2 separate regions of the Mus musculus genome follow, and region 1 is linked to region 2. A link is a contact called in public Hi-C data. All regions are on one chromosome and are shown on one strand. Each heading gives the region's core, a stretch centred on a gene start, on an enhancer-like site or on the middle of the called end of the contact. The rest is flanking DNA. Distances are from core to core; before and after follow the strand shown. Region 1 overlaps Gm20755 (predicted gene, 20755). Region 2 has its middle 12 kb from the start of Gm36620.

What was found. Hi-C and Micro-C count contacts between places; a contact is called where the count stands out from the background.
Region 1: a contact with region 2 is called in a Hi-C map of uterus, with 4 times the contacts expected there. The contact joins two enhancer-like sites. A contact is called at or near these places in 10 of 39 promoter capture datasets (the 3T3-L1 cell line, the C10 cell line, the HPC-7 cell line and 7 more), 1 of 15 datasets of contacts at CTCF or cohesin (the NIH/3T3 cell line), 3 of 484 Hi-C or Micro-C datasets (nephron progenitors and uterus), 2 of 115 datasets of contacts at active chromatin or transcription factors (kidney and large pre-B cells) and 3 of 9 other capture datasets (adipose tissue, liver and pancreatic islet).

What each region holds. Positions count from the first base shown.
Region 1 is chr3:37,935,110-37,937,809 of GRCm38.p6, forward strand. It overlaps Gm20755 (predicted gene, 20755), which reads left to right. Exons shown (of 4, transcript NR_040559.1): 2 at 247-335. Among named protein-coding and RNA genes, the nearest start is that of Gm20755, 38 kb to the left of the region's middle. Within about 2 kb of position 1,267, at least 54 of the 459 cell types and tissues checked have an H3K27ac peak or open chromatin away from gene starts, as enhancers often do. A contact at or near this core is called in uterus, where this site is marked.
Region 2 is chr3:37,711,206-37,713,905 of GRCm38.p6, forward strand. No RefSeq gene overlaps it. Among named protein-coding and RNA genes, the nearest start is that of Gm36620, 12 kb to the right of the region's middle. Within about 2 kb of position 1,441, at least 51 of the 459 cell types and tissues checked have an H3K27ac peak or open chromatin away from gene starts, as enhancers often do. A contact at or near this core is called in uterus, where this site is marked.

The DNA of each region.
Region 1 (2,700 bases), core at 17-2,516, 220 kb after region 2:
GGCCAAAGGTCACAAGTGGAAATGAAATAAAAATGGAAAACAGATGTTAGGAAGCCCACTGGTAATGGAAACACAAGAGGCAATGAAAGTTACTGAAAGGAAAACACAGCTAAAAACATGCACACAACCCAGAGAGCAGGGTCTCAGGGAGGTTTTGTTTTCATAACGATGTGTTTTAAAAAGCCCGACTTTTTAATATTTCCTACAGTGATTTAATTTCTTATACTTTTTTCCTTCCCTATCTAGAGGCAGAATTCAGCAGATGGCAGAAACCACCCTCTCCAATACCCTGAATAGTCAATGTACCCCAAGTATGCACACTGTCACAACCGGAGGTCAGTTGAAAGGGGACGTTTGTCTTCCAATTGGCAGGTTGCCACTTTCAAAGGTGCATCCATTCTTAAGCCAGCTTCCTGTTCAGCTCTGGGCCTGAGACCTGGGCGTCATCAGGGACAAGTCTGTTCTGGGAGAACAGCTGCTGGGGTGGAATTTCATTTAGATTACAATGCACGTCACAATTGTAGTTCTCTCTCTCTCTCTCTCTCTCTCTCTCTCTCTCTCTCTCTCTCTCTCTCTCTCTCTCTCTCTCCCTCTCTCTCTCTCTCTCTCTGTATTTAAAAGGAAGCTCTGTATTTTGGTGTGTGCTGACTTTTATAGTTGATCTCCAGCCAATAAAAAGAGGAAGATGTTAGAAAGTCAGTGGAAATACCTAACTCTATGTATGATATTTTGGAATGCTATAAACAAATACGCATCGGACATCTAGAAAGTACCCTGAGGCTTTTGCCTGTGTTATCTTTTAAAAAGTCAGACGAGTCATAAAACAAAAACAAAACCACATTGTAACATGGCTGAGAAAGTTCTAGCATTTAAAGTAAAACCAGAAAAGAAAGACAATTAAACACACACATCCCCCAGCTTGTCCTCCTACCCACAGGCTCCTAGGGAGCCTTCCTGGGGCTGCTGTGCGTCTTTCTGGCTAATATCGACCAACTGACTGAGGACGGCAAAGGGGAACTGGCACACCTTGGCGGCAGGTATGTAATTAAGAGGAGGTAATTAAGGATCATTGCTGGGTGCGCTGACAGCGGGCATGTAATTACGAAGGAAGAAGAATCAGAACAGGAGCCAGGACGTGAATGCCAAAGTATGCTCAGAAACCTGGACCCTAAAATCACTTCCTCTGTGGGAGGCAGGTCATTTCAGTCCTGTGCTTTAAGAGCTGTGCTGGCATGGACCAAGGATGAGCCCAGAAACGTTTGTGTCCGGCCTCGGCAGCCTTAGCAAATCATCTCGTCTTTTCATTGCTCATCCCTCCCTCCCAGACACGGTCCAAGACATTCCATTTTTATGTGCGTTTGTATTTTCTCAGGAACAGACACATTAACAGGATGGGTTTAACCATAGTTCAGTTTATTTACGATCCTCTGGTTAAATGTTAATAGCCTCAAGTCAAGGATCTAACGCAAGAATTTGGAGCCGGGGATTTTGCAGGCTGTATTTAGTGACCACTCAACAGCATTAATATCCAGCTGTTTATTTTATTTTGTTTTATTTCAAATCACACATGTGGAGGGGGTTGGGAGGTACATGCCCATGAGTGTAGGTGCCCAGTGGAGCCCAGAAGCTCATGTCAGTTTCCCTGAAGCTGGAATTACAGGTGGCTGTGAGATGCTTGACATGAGTCATGGCAACTGAAATCAGGTCCCCTTCGAGATCCGGAAGGATTCTTAACCACTGAGCCATCTCTCTAGCCTCTCTCCGGGTTATTGAATACTAGGCACCATTCTAAGGACTGCTGATGAGCTAATAATCCCTTTAATCCTTATGAGACCGATGCCTGGCAGTTTCTGTCAGTAGCATCCCCCTTCTTAAAGCGAACTTCTAGGCAGGGTAACATCACAGAATTTGCCCAAGGTCACATGTCTGATGAGTGGCTGAGTAGGGACTGACTCCTAAGTGTACTCTCCTGGCCACCATACTGTTTCTTTATCTTTTCACAGTTTCCATGAAAGTCCTTTTTTGACTATTTCCTACTGGGGGTCAAACTTGTTAGATTAGATTATTAGACTATTATTGCATGTCTATATGAGGGATGGAATTCCCCCCACCCCCAACTTCCTAAGTCATCTTAATGCACTGGATAAAGAGCTTGAGCTGCCACACACGCCATCTATTGTATGTTTGTGTGTGTGTGTGTGTGTGTGTGTGTGTGTGTGTGTGTGCTTGTGTGTTCCTTGTCAAGTCTTTCTGCTGGAGTATGGATAACCTATTGTCTCAAGTCATAGCCAAGCTCTGATGAGGTAGAATTCAAACTCTAATGTAAAAGTCAAGCGCTGATCGAAGATGCCTAACAAAGTTAGCATCTGCATCCTAGGAGTTAATGCATTCCGAGGGGGGAGGGGATGGGAAGCTCAGGGAGACTGGGAAACTCAGCTAAGGAGAAGCCAAGAGTCAGCACAGCATGAAGCAAAAACAAGCAAACAAACGAAGCGACACACCCCTGCATCCTCTCCACAGAGCCTGCAAAGCCAGAAGTTCACCGCACATTGGTCTTGCCTCAGACACCAGTAATCTTTATTAAGACATAACAACATTATTCCTCAATTGTCTTCTTCCGGTTGGCCAGCTGTGGCCACTGAAGGCAGATTAACCAGAACCTGATGGGTTTGAGCCCCTGTTCAACATTGCTGGCTAAAT
Region 2 (2,700 bases), core at 191-2,690:
AGGAAGAGGAAGAGGAAGAGGAAGAAGAAGAAGAAGAAGAAGAAGAAGAAGAAGAAGAAGAAGAAGAAGAAGAAGAAGAAGAAGAAGAAGAAGAAGAAGAAGAAGAAGAAGAAGAAGAAGAAGAAAATCAGCCACACAACCTAACAGGGTTCCACAGTTTCTTGATCATTTAAATAACAACCTTTCTTTGTTTAGTCATGAGGAGACATTAGGAAGATATGAAGCAACAAAGACCTAAGGAAATGTGCTCATTAGAGTTCTTTCTGTGTTCTTGCAACAAGAGGCCCGATGGAGGCAATTTAAGGAAGGATGGGCTATCCTATCCGACTCATAGTTGGAGAGGTCACTGTGGTGGCAGGAGCAAGAGACTCTAGTCACACCGTGGAATAGTGTCATCCATATTTTGGTGGCTTTTTTCACATCGGTTAACCTGATTCAGAAAATCCCTATGGAGATGCTCAGAGGATCATCTCTGGGTTGACTCTAAGTCCCATCAAGTTGACAATCAGGACAAAGCATCCCAGCGTCTTTTCTTCTCTACCACCCTCGCATATAGTTTGTTAGCTGTCAGCTCCAGTGGAAAGCAATCTGCCAGGAACTGCACACAGGAGCCTGTAAGAAACAGGAACCCAGAAGAGGACTGTGTGTCTCAAGTGGTGCAGGGGGTGGAGGGGTGGGGGTGAGGGGGCATAGAATCACCAGTTGACTTCTTCAAAATGAGTCTCCTATAGGTGACAATTTGTACTTTGACCTAGCTAACTCGGGGAACCCATGGGGTCTTCTCACAGGCTATATGTGTGTCTGCATGGCAGGCATGCCTTTGATACATCGCATGCGCTGAGGCACTGTTTACTCTGAGTCTGTCCTTTTCTGTTCCTGGCTGTCTCTCCACTGACTGCTGCTCTTTGTGGTCATGTGATCCCTGTGTGCTACACACAGTGGTCTTGGGCTAAGGAGACTTGAAAGTGGTTCAGTGTCTTCAGGCTTCATTGTATCAGAGGGGTAAGGAAAACCCACGGACAACTAACTAAACTCTATGAAGCAGAGTGGAACCACGTGTGCTTTAGAAAGCCTTGGTGTTCACTGGCACAGGCCTCATCAGTGCCAGGGCCCTGGGGGAATCAGAGGATGTGGAGGGCTAATCCCTACTCCCCACCAGCCTGGGTGAGCCTGCTGCAAGGAGACACACTTTTGCTAGTCTCCTTTCCAATGAGCCAGGCCTGGTTTTTGTATGAGTGGAAATTAAATCCATAAGACATGGTAATGTTAAATAAAACTCCACGAGGGAGGGTCAATATTAAGAAAAATGCACTTTTAAAAGTGTAAACTTCTCTTGCCTAGAAAGGAGGATATAACCCCAAGGAGGGAAACTGATGAGAGTGATACTCCTTCAAGGCCCTCAGGAAGAGAGAGTCTGTTATCGTGTGAGGCTTTGCCTGGTGAGTAAGAGTCCACGGCCGGGCCAGGAGAATGAGCTCTGCTGCTAAGCTTTCGATCCTAAGCCAGGCACTCAGCCAGGCTCGCTGGCAAAGATGAAGGAGTTGCTGATCCTTAACAGACGCGAGCCTTAGCATTCCAGGGCTCACGTTCTGTGCATGTTACCTCTTCGGTTGAACCAGAACAGGATATCTGGCTCTCTCCCTTTCCCTGCATCTGGGTGGATGTCTTCTTCAGTTGCATCTCTGGGAGGTATTAGGGAGTCTTTGATGGTGGGAATCACAATTAGGTTCCAGGAGAACAAAGTCTTATGTATGTTTATGTGTGCAAATAATTCTGAGAGAGGGAGAAAGAAAAGTTTGAGAAGAGAGGATTGTGCCGGATCGTGAGTGAATCACCTTCGCTTCTGCACGCCAGCATCTAGCAGGACCTGGCTGAAGTTGTAAGAACATTCATTAGGGTAGGGAAGAAAGCCTGTTCCATGGCTGCTCAGTGGGTGGAAGGAGAAGGGACATACTGAATATGAGAGATGACCCCAAACCCCTGTTAACACATTCCCACTCCTAAAGCAGCATTCTGATTTTGAATGAGCCTATGAGATGGTGCAGAGTTTTATAGAGGCAAACTATGTGGAAATTTGGTACAAACATAATTTTATTTTTTAGAAAACGTACCACCCTGACTATAAAAAGCACTACAGGGGCCCGAGAGTTTGCTTAACCTGGAAAATGCTTGGCCTCACTTTCATCCCCGAGGTCCACATGCAAAGCTTGGGCAGGGTGACACACACTCGTAATCCCAGGGCTGAGGGGGCAGAATCAGGCTGATCTCTGATCTCTCTGGCCATCTAGTGTAGCCTACTTGGCGAGCTCTAGTCCAATGAGAGACATAGACTCAAAAAAAAAATCAAGGTGGTTGACTCCCAGGAAATGATACCCACAGTTGTGCCATGGGCTCCCCACACATGTGCACACACTATCGTTCATACACACACCTGCACCTGCATATGTAGAGAAATAAGTACTATTAACCACCAAGTCGTCGCCCTGGCTCACTTCATTCAATTTCTCTACTTCTGGCACAGCTGTAAGCCAATGATGGGAATTATACTCAAAGTTCTGATTAAAAAATATTATTCTGTTTGTTTTTGAAATAAGATATGACTCAGAGAAAGTAAATACATGAGATAAAGGATAAGATATAATGTATGGAAAAATAAATGAATATAAATGAATGAAAATTTGAAAATATGTCTTATCATAT